2 separate regions of the Anas platyrhynchos genome follow, and region 2 is linked to region 1. Evidence: chromatin contacts called from public Hi-C data. All regions are on one chromosome and are shown on one strand. The core of a region is the stretch at or near the end of the contact, and the rest is flanking DNA. Distances in the headings are between cores, read along the strand shown.

Region 1 (2,962 bases), core at 262-2,761:
TGCTTCAGGTTTTGTTCATTAAGTTTATGGCAGGAGTTAAATCTGAAGAGCTGTGAAAGAGGCAGAGCAGGACAAATCTTGTTTCATTGTCAATAATAATGAGACTGTTTCGTTTCTCTTTTGTGTGACTGTTGGCATGAAACAGCAGTCTGTTTGAATGAGGAGAGGAGCGCATATACTAGACATCGTAATTTTTTTGGTAATGGAAATAGTAATGAGAGGTTGCTGCATCCGAGATCTGACCCAAAGCCTACTGAAGTAAATCAAGAGTTCCTCCTGTTCTGTTTTTTTTTTTTTATTTTTATTTTTTTCAGGCCTATTGTGAAATGCAGATGCACCTGCACAATTACAAGTGGCAGAGTTTTTTATACTATTGGCAGTTTCTTCAGTTTCTCCAACGTTTTCAGGAGCTTTTTGTTAGTCCCTCCCACCTCAGTTTATTAGTTAGGAATGTAAACTCAAACCCCTTGATTTTAGATTTAATGTATTTATTTTTAAAATGTGGGTGCAGCGTGCTTGTCTATCAGCAGCATCACTTAATTTATTTTTTTTTTCCCAACAAAGTTCATTTCTCAGTCTGCCATAGAGAGATGTGTTGAGATTAATTTGCAGGCTAATTGCAGCCCTTATTGAATAAATAGGTCTCCAGGCTGTGTTTAAATAACCTTCTGAGTGTACTGAGGAGAGGTTTCCACTGGTGCTCACCTGCTGTTTATTTTCATGCTGACAGAAGTACACAGTCGGGGCTGAATCTTGGTGTTTATTGCTGACCTTCAGTCTAGTGCTAAGACTGCCTGGCTCTTTGCCAGCCCACGGAAAGCCAGGGACTGGGACTTGGGATGTTTTGCAAGAAACCTGGTGCCAGTGTCCTGCTTCGTTTGAGGCATGCTGCCCTTTTCTGCGTGCTGCCCTAATGCTCTGGGGACAGAGGTGGAAACCAATACTGGTCTTTCATATGGCTTGTCTGAAGGTTTGCAGACATTCTGCTGCTCATTGTTTTAATTCGCTAGTGGAGGGAAGTCGAGCGAGTGGCAGTAAATGTGTGTTTCAATAGCTACATTACTGTGCCCGCAGCAGCCAGCCTGACACTAGATATGTGATTACCAAGATTTAGCAGAAATTAAATTTGCATTACTGTCAATAAATTTAATTCACGGAGCCCTGCTTCAGCACAGTGCTGAAGCGCGTTTGGCTCGCTGGTGCATTAGCAGGACAGCTGATGTGAGGAGGCTGCAGGCTGACTCCCCACAGCCCTTCTGAAGTTGTCTGGGAGAGCAAGGACCATTTCCACAGGGTGGCAGTGTGCCCCTGCGGGAGCGAGATGCTCAGCACCCACTGGTGAGTGGCGTAGATGTGGCTGGGAAGCAATTGTGCTTTTCTGCCTCTTCCATCTTTCCGTGTTCTCTTTGTAGCACTGAGGTGGGCATTGCATCACTGAATGAAACTCTGCAGCTGTGCATAGCCAAGCCCCTGTACAAAGCTGAGCAGTGCTGGCACTGAAAGAAAAGGGGGGAAATCTTAGACAAATGCTTCATGCAGGACTTGGGAAGCTCTCTGTAACACTTGCTCAGTACAGAGCAAGTACAGGTGGCTCAGTACAGAGTCAGAGCTGCAAGTCCCAGTTGAGACATGCAGAACAGTAAACACACAAGCAGAAGTCAAATGTCTTCAGTCACTCCTATTACCCTTACTTCCACTGCAGCCTTGAGTGTTTATTTTGTTTATTTCGTAGGAAAAGAGACTTTCAGTGGGCAGACATGAACGTGTGAGGAGAGACAGTTGCCTATTCTAATTGTAATCAGCCTCTGAAAACTTTGGATGTGGGATCTCATTGCTCCCACATGAAGGAACCAGACCTCTGTTGTATTGTGGTTTTTTTTTTTTTTTGTTTGTTTGTTTGTTTTCACCCCAGCAATAAGGGCAGTTTGGTAAACACCATAAGGCCTTGTAGTTCAGGACTTGATTCTGTGTGTCCCTGATAGTGCTTTGGGAACAGGGATTTTATTCTGGCTAGAAGGGAAATGAGGAATGCTAATACATCACTTGCTCTGTGTCCTTCTGTCTTTAATAGTGAAAGGAGTTTCATTTTGTACATTCATCTATACGATGGTTTATCTATTTATTTTTTTTGTCTTCCTCCCTCCTCCTGTTAGGCCTGAGGTTGTTTTTAAAGTTGGGACCCACAACGGCAGATATGCCAAGCTGACTAACAGCGTGGCTCTCCCCATGGGATCTGCTTGCAGTGTGCATATATTCAGTTCTTTGCTGGGCAGGCAGATACATGCACAGATACATGCACCTTCCCTTTTATTCTATCCTAGCTCTGGTTTGACTGTCTGTCACGCATCTGCTGTCACCTGCTAGTAAAGACCAGAAGTGGAGACAGTGGCTTGATGTCCATTGTGTGCTGTCAGTGCATACAGGCCCGAGAATGGTTGTTTATACTTACTCCAAAGTTCCCATAGGCCTTCAGACTGGAACAACTCCTTGCAAGTGAGAACCAGCATCCCAAGCTGCGATTCTCTTCGGTGTAAATCAGTGGTATCTCTGTTTGGCTGACTGGTGTACAAGGTGATTCAGGCCTGTTGAATCCAGACAGATTAAGGTTATTGAGAGTGAAGTTTTTCAAAGGCAAGAAAACTTTTTGAAACTCCTGTCCTTTGACTCTGAACTGTCACACTCCAAGCATACAGATAGTTTTCTATTGTATCGAGCTGTGCGAGGTGAATCTTGAATTACTAGCAATGTTTTCCTTTCAGCTTTGGTCTGTTGCACAGATCCCTTCACTGTGATGAGTCGAAGCCTTGCAAGGAGTGCCAAGGCCTGTGAGCTTTAATCTGGTGTTGCCATACTATCTCCACTGATGGTAGTCTGTTACATAGCCGTTGTCGTCTTCAGTGTTGGGCTTCATGAGATTGGCTTGAAAAGCATCTACTTCTGGCTGTGCTCTCTTGTGCTGACT
Region 2 (2,962 bases), core at 343-2,842, 120 kb after region 1:
ACAAAACCAAAACTTTTAGCTTAATCCAAACAGTTTAATACAATCCATCCTCTAGAAAATAAGTTACTTTTTATTATTGCAATTACTTTGAGAAACCTCTCTATGTTCACGAAAAGCTATGTATCCCTCCCCTGCAGGGCTCACCAGCAATCCAAGAAAAGAAAAGGAAACCAAGGCACAGCAAAAGGATTAGGATGCAGTTGAGGTCATAGAAATGGTAACTAGTATGACCAGATTTATTCGTATGAATTCTTTGTGTCCCCAAGTCTTGTTAGCCACTGTTTTTCATTAATATTTCTCTAGAGGAATTCAGTTTAAGAAGTGATTTTGTTTCCTGTTTTCTGAGTGCTGCAGTCTTTTCTTTTTGTATAAATATACAGCATTATGGAAAGGCTTCAAGACTGTGTGTATTAGACTCAACTTTGTTTGCTCCTTTAACCTGGGACTCTGATCACAACAGGAACACTGTGAAGGCACATAGCCTAATGCACCAGCTGTGAAGAATTAACTTTTCTTGTCTCAGCAATAACTGTTCAGAAATCTCAATGGGAAAAGCCATGGGGTTAAGTTGTATAACATCCAAACTAAACACTTATGAAGGCAGAAAGGACTAGCTCACTTGCACGGGGAAAAAGGATAGTAAATGCTTAGCTGGAAAGAGAAGAGATTCTCAGAAGGATTTTATGTTAGAACAAACTGCTCTACACATAACTCTTTAGGCTGGGCTTTTCAAAAGAGTCCAGAGAAGACAGGTATATAGCTCCCACTGAACTGTCATAGGAAACTTCCATGCCGTGCTTTGGCCTTCTTTACAGCTGGGTTTAAGCATAATGCCCCCTTGCATTCACCTGGTGTTTTTCATCCTGTGGGAATGAGATTTCTTAAAAAAAATAGGGGTGAAGAATTGCTGCTGTCATTTTACACATAAGGAGAGAGAATCACACAAAGCAAATGCCTACACTAGTAAAGGCAAACAGCTCTCTGTATCCAGGCTAAATCCCCATGGAAGAGTAGCATAGAGATACCCACACTTAGAGATTGTGGGCAAATTGGCTCAGATGCAACCTAAGTACATAAACCTGCTAAGGGTAAAGGTCTAAAGTCAAATAACTTAACTGTGGTGGGATAGAGATCACATTCTGCTTATTTTTAATGCATGCTCAGAAAGTGTTGAATAAATCATAAACCTGACACTCCACAAGAAATTTAATGAAAAATTTCAGGACTGTCTTATAATAACAAACTGTGATATATCTGTCAGATATGCATATACACACAGACATAGACACACACACACACACATACATATATATCAACGTTGGAGGATATATCTGCTATTATCCTTCCATGTTTTTATATATGCAACAATTCATGGAAGAAAATGGCTTGAAGAGGTTAAGACAGTCAGCGAACAAAAGATGCAGATATCCTCATGATCCAAATGACCTTTCTAAGTGTTTGTGAAAGAGCATTTAGATACCATTTCAAGGCAAGTAAAACAGTAATCAATAGGAAAGCCACAACAGTCTGTCTGCATGCTAGCTGCTTTGTTAAACATAAAGGCCTCAAAAGGTCAGTGAAGACCTGATGTCTCTTATGTGTTATGTCTTGGAGAGTTAAGTTCTGATAAGTAATCTGTGTTAAGGCAAGATGTTAGGATAGTTCAGATCTTGCCCCATCTAGTCTGGTTTTCTGATGCAATTTACAGAAACCGTCCACCTCAGAAAGAGGACTATGAGGTGAATAATGAAAAAAAGGATTCAAAAAACAGGGTAACAACCAGCTCAATGTTTCAGGAGACTTGGCTTCTGTTTCCTTGGACTGTCTCTGTGACCCAGAACAAATCACTTGAAGGTCTGTGCCCTCACATTTTCAGCTGTGAGATGTGATTTTTAATACTCATTCCATCACGCTGCTTCATGGGAAGAGGCTTTCCTATGTGTCTCTCAGAAAACAAAGTTGAGGTCATGTAAATTAAAAACAGGACCAAAAAACAAAAACCAAACCCAACTAAAAAATAACCACCCACAAAAAAACAACAACCAACCAAAACAGAGCAAACAACCAGAAATCTTTTTTTTTTTTTTTTTTTCTTTCTGAAAAGTGCATCCTAAATAATAACATCGAGCAAGCTCCTACAGTTATTCTAGTTTCAGGAGAAAAAGAATTGTTTTTAATCACTCAAGAAATAGGATTGTCTTATCTGCTGCTCCATACAATGCTGTTAACCATGTATAACATGTTTGGAACCTGGTGTCATGGTTCTGGTCAGCATAGATTTAGTACATACATTAACTAACACACCATAATTAGATCCCTGGGAAGGAGATTTGGGTGTTTACTACCCCTATGGAAGAGTAATGAATAATGCAAAGAACACAACAAAGTTCCAGAAAAGCAGGTATCCCTACTTTCTCTACTGTAAAAGACTGTAAAAGGTCTGTAAAAGACTAAATGAAAAAAGCCCAAAAGCTCCTTCTTACACGTGTTGCTAATGCTGGATATATTATGCTGTCTCTGTACACATCAAATAAATCACTGATGATAAGGAAAACACGCTCAGTAAACAGCGTATCAACATGTCACTAAGAAACTTTACTGCTGCAGCACTGTCCTGATAGTGTTAAGAAAATATCTGTTTAATAATGAGAAATAAACAATATCAATGAAGCCAGAAAATAACTATTGCTTGATAAATAAAATAAGTGTGCAAAAATACAGACTACTTACCATTTCTCCCTATTTCAAGGAATAGTATGATTTCTTTCATGCAACTGTTCAGTTAATTCCAAACAACTTCCAAAAATATTCATAAATTTGAATATTTGATCTTTCAAATACAGCCTTTGCATAACCAGCAGTATTTTATTCAGCTAAATTTGTGTGTTTATTTTGTTCTTCAATTTTTGGTAATTGATACAGTTCTTATATTTTTTGACATTAAAAAAATGCCTCTGCCAGG

Evidence for each region. Hi-C and Micro-C count contacts between places; a contact is called where the count stands out from the background.
Region 2: a contact with region 1 is called in a Hi-C map of liver, with 2.4 times the contacts expected there. The contact joins two enhancer-like sites. A contact is called at or near these places in 2 of 8 Hi-C or Micro-C datasets (liver and subcutaneous adipose tissue).

What each region holds. Positions count from the first base shown.
Region 1 is chrZ:53,069,265-53,072,226 of IASCAAS_PekinDuck_T2T, forward strand. All of the region lies in intron 10 of PSD3 (pleckstrin and Sec7 domain containing 3), which reads left to right. It overlaps LOC119714371 (a long non-coding RNA gene), which reads right to left. Exons shown (of 4, transcript XR_011806031.1): 3 at 2,450-2,582; 4 at 339-1,496. Among named protein-coding and RNA genes, the nearest start is that of PSD3, 52 kb to the left of the region's middle. Within about 2 kb of position 1,512, at least 2 of the 8 cell types and tissues checked have an H3K27ac peak or open chromatin away from gene starts, as enhancers often do.
Region 2 is chrZ:53,192,854-53,195,815 of IASCAAS_PekinDuck_T2T, forward strand. No RefSeq gene overlaps it. Among named protein-coding and RNA genes, the nearest start is that of LPL, 33 kb to the left of the region's middle. Within about 2 kb of position 1,593, at least 3 of the 8 cell types and tissues checked have an H3K27ac peak or open chromatin away from gene starts, as enhancers often do.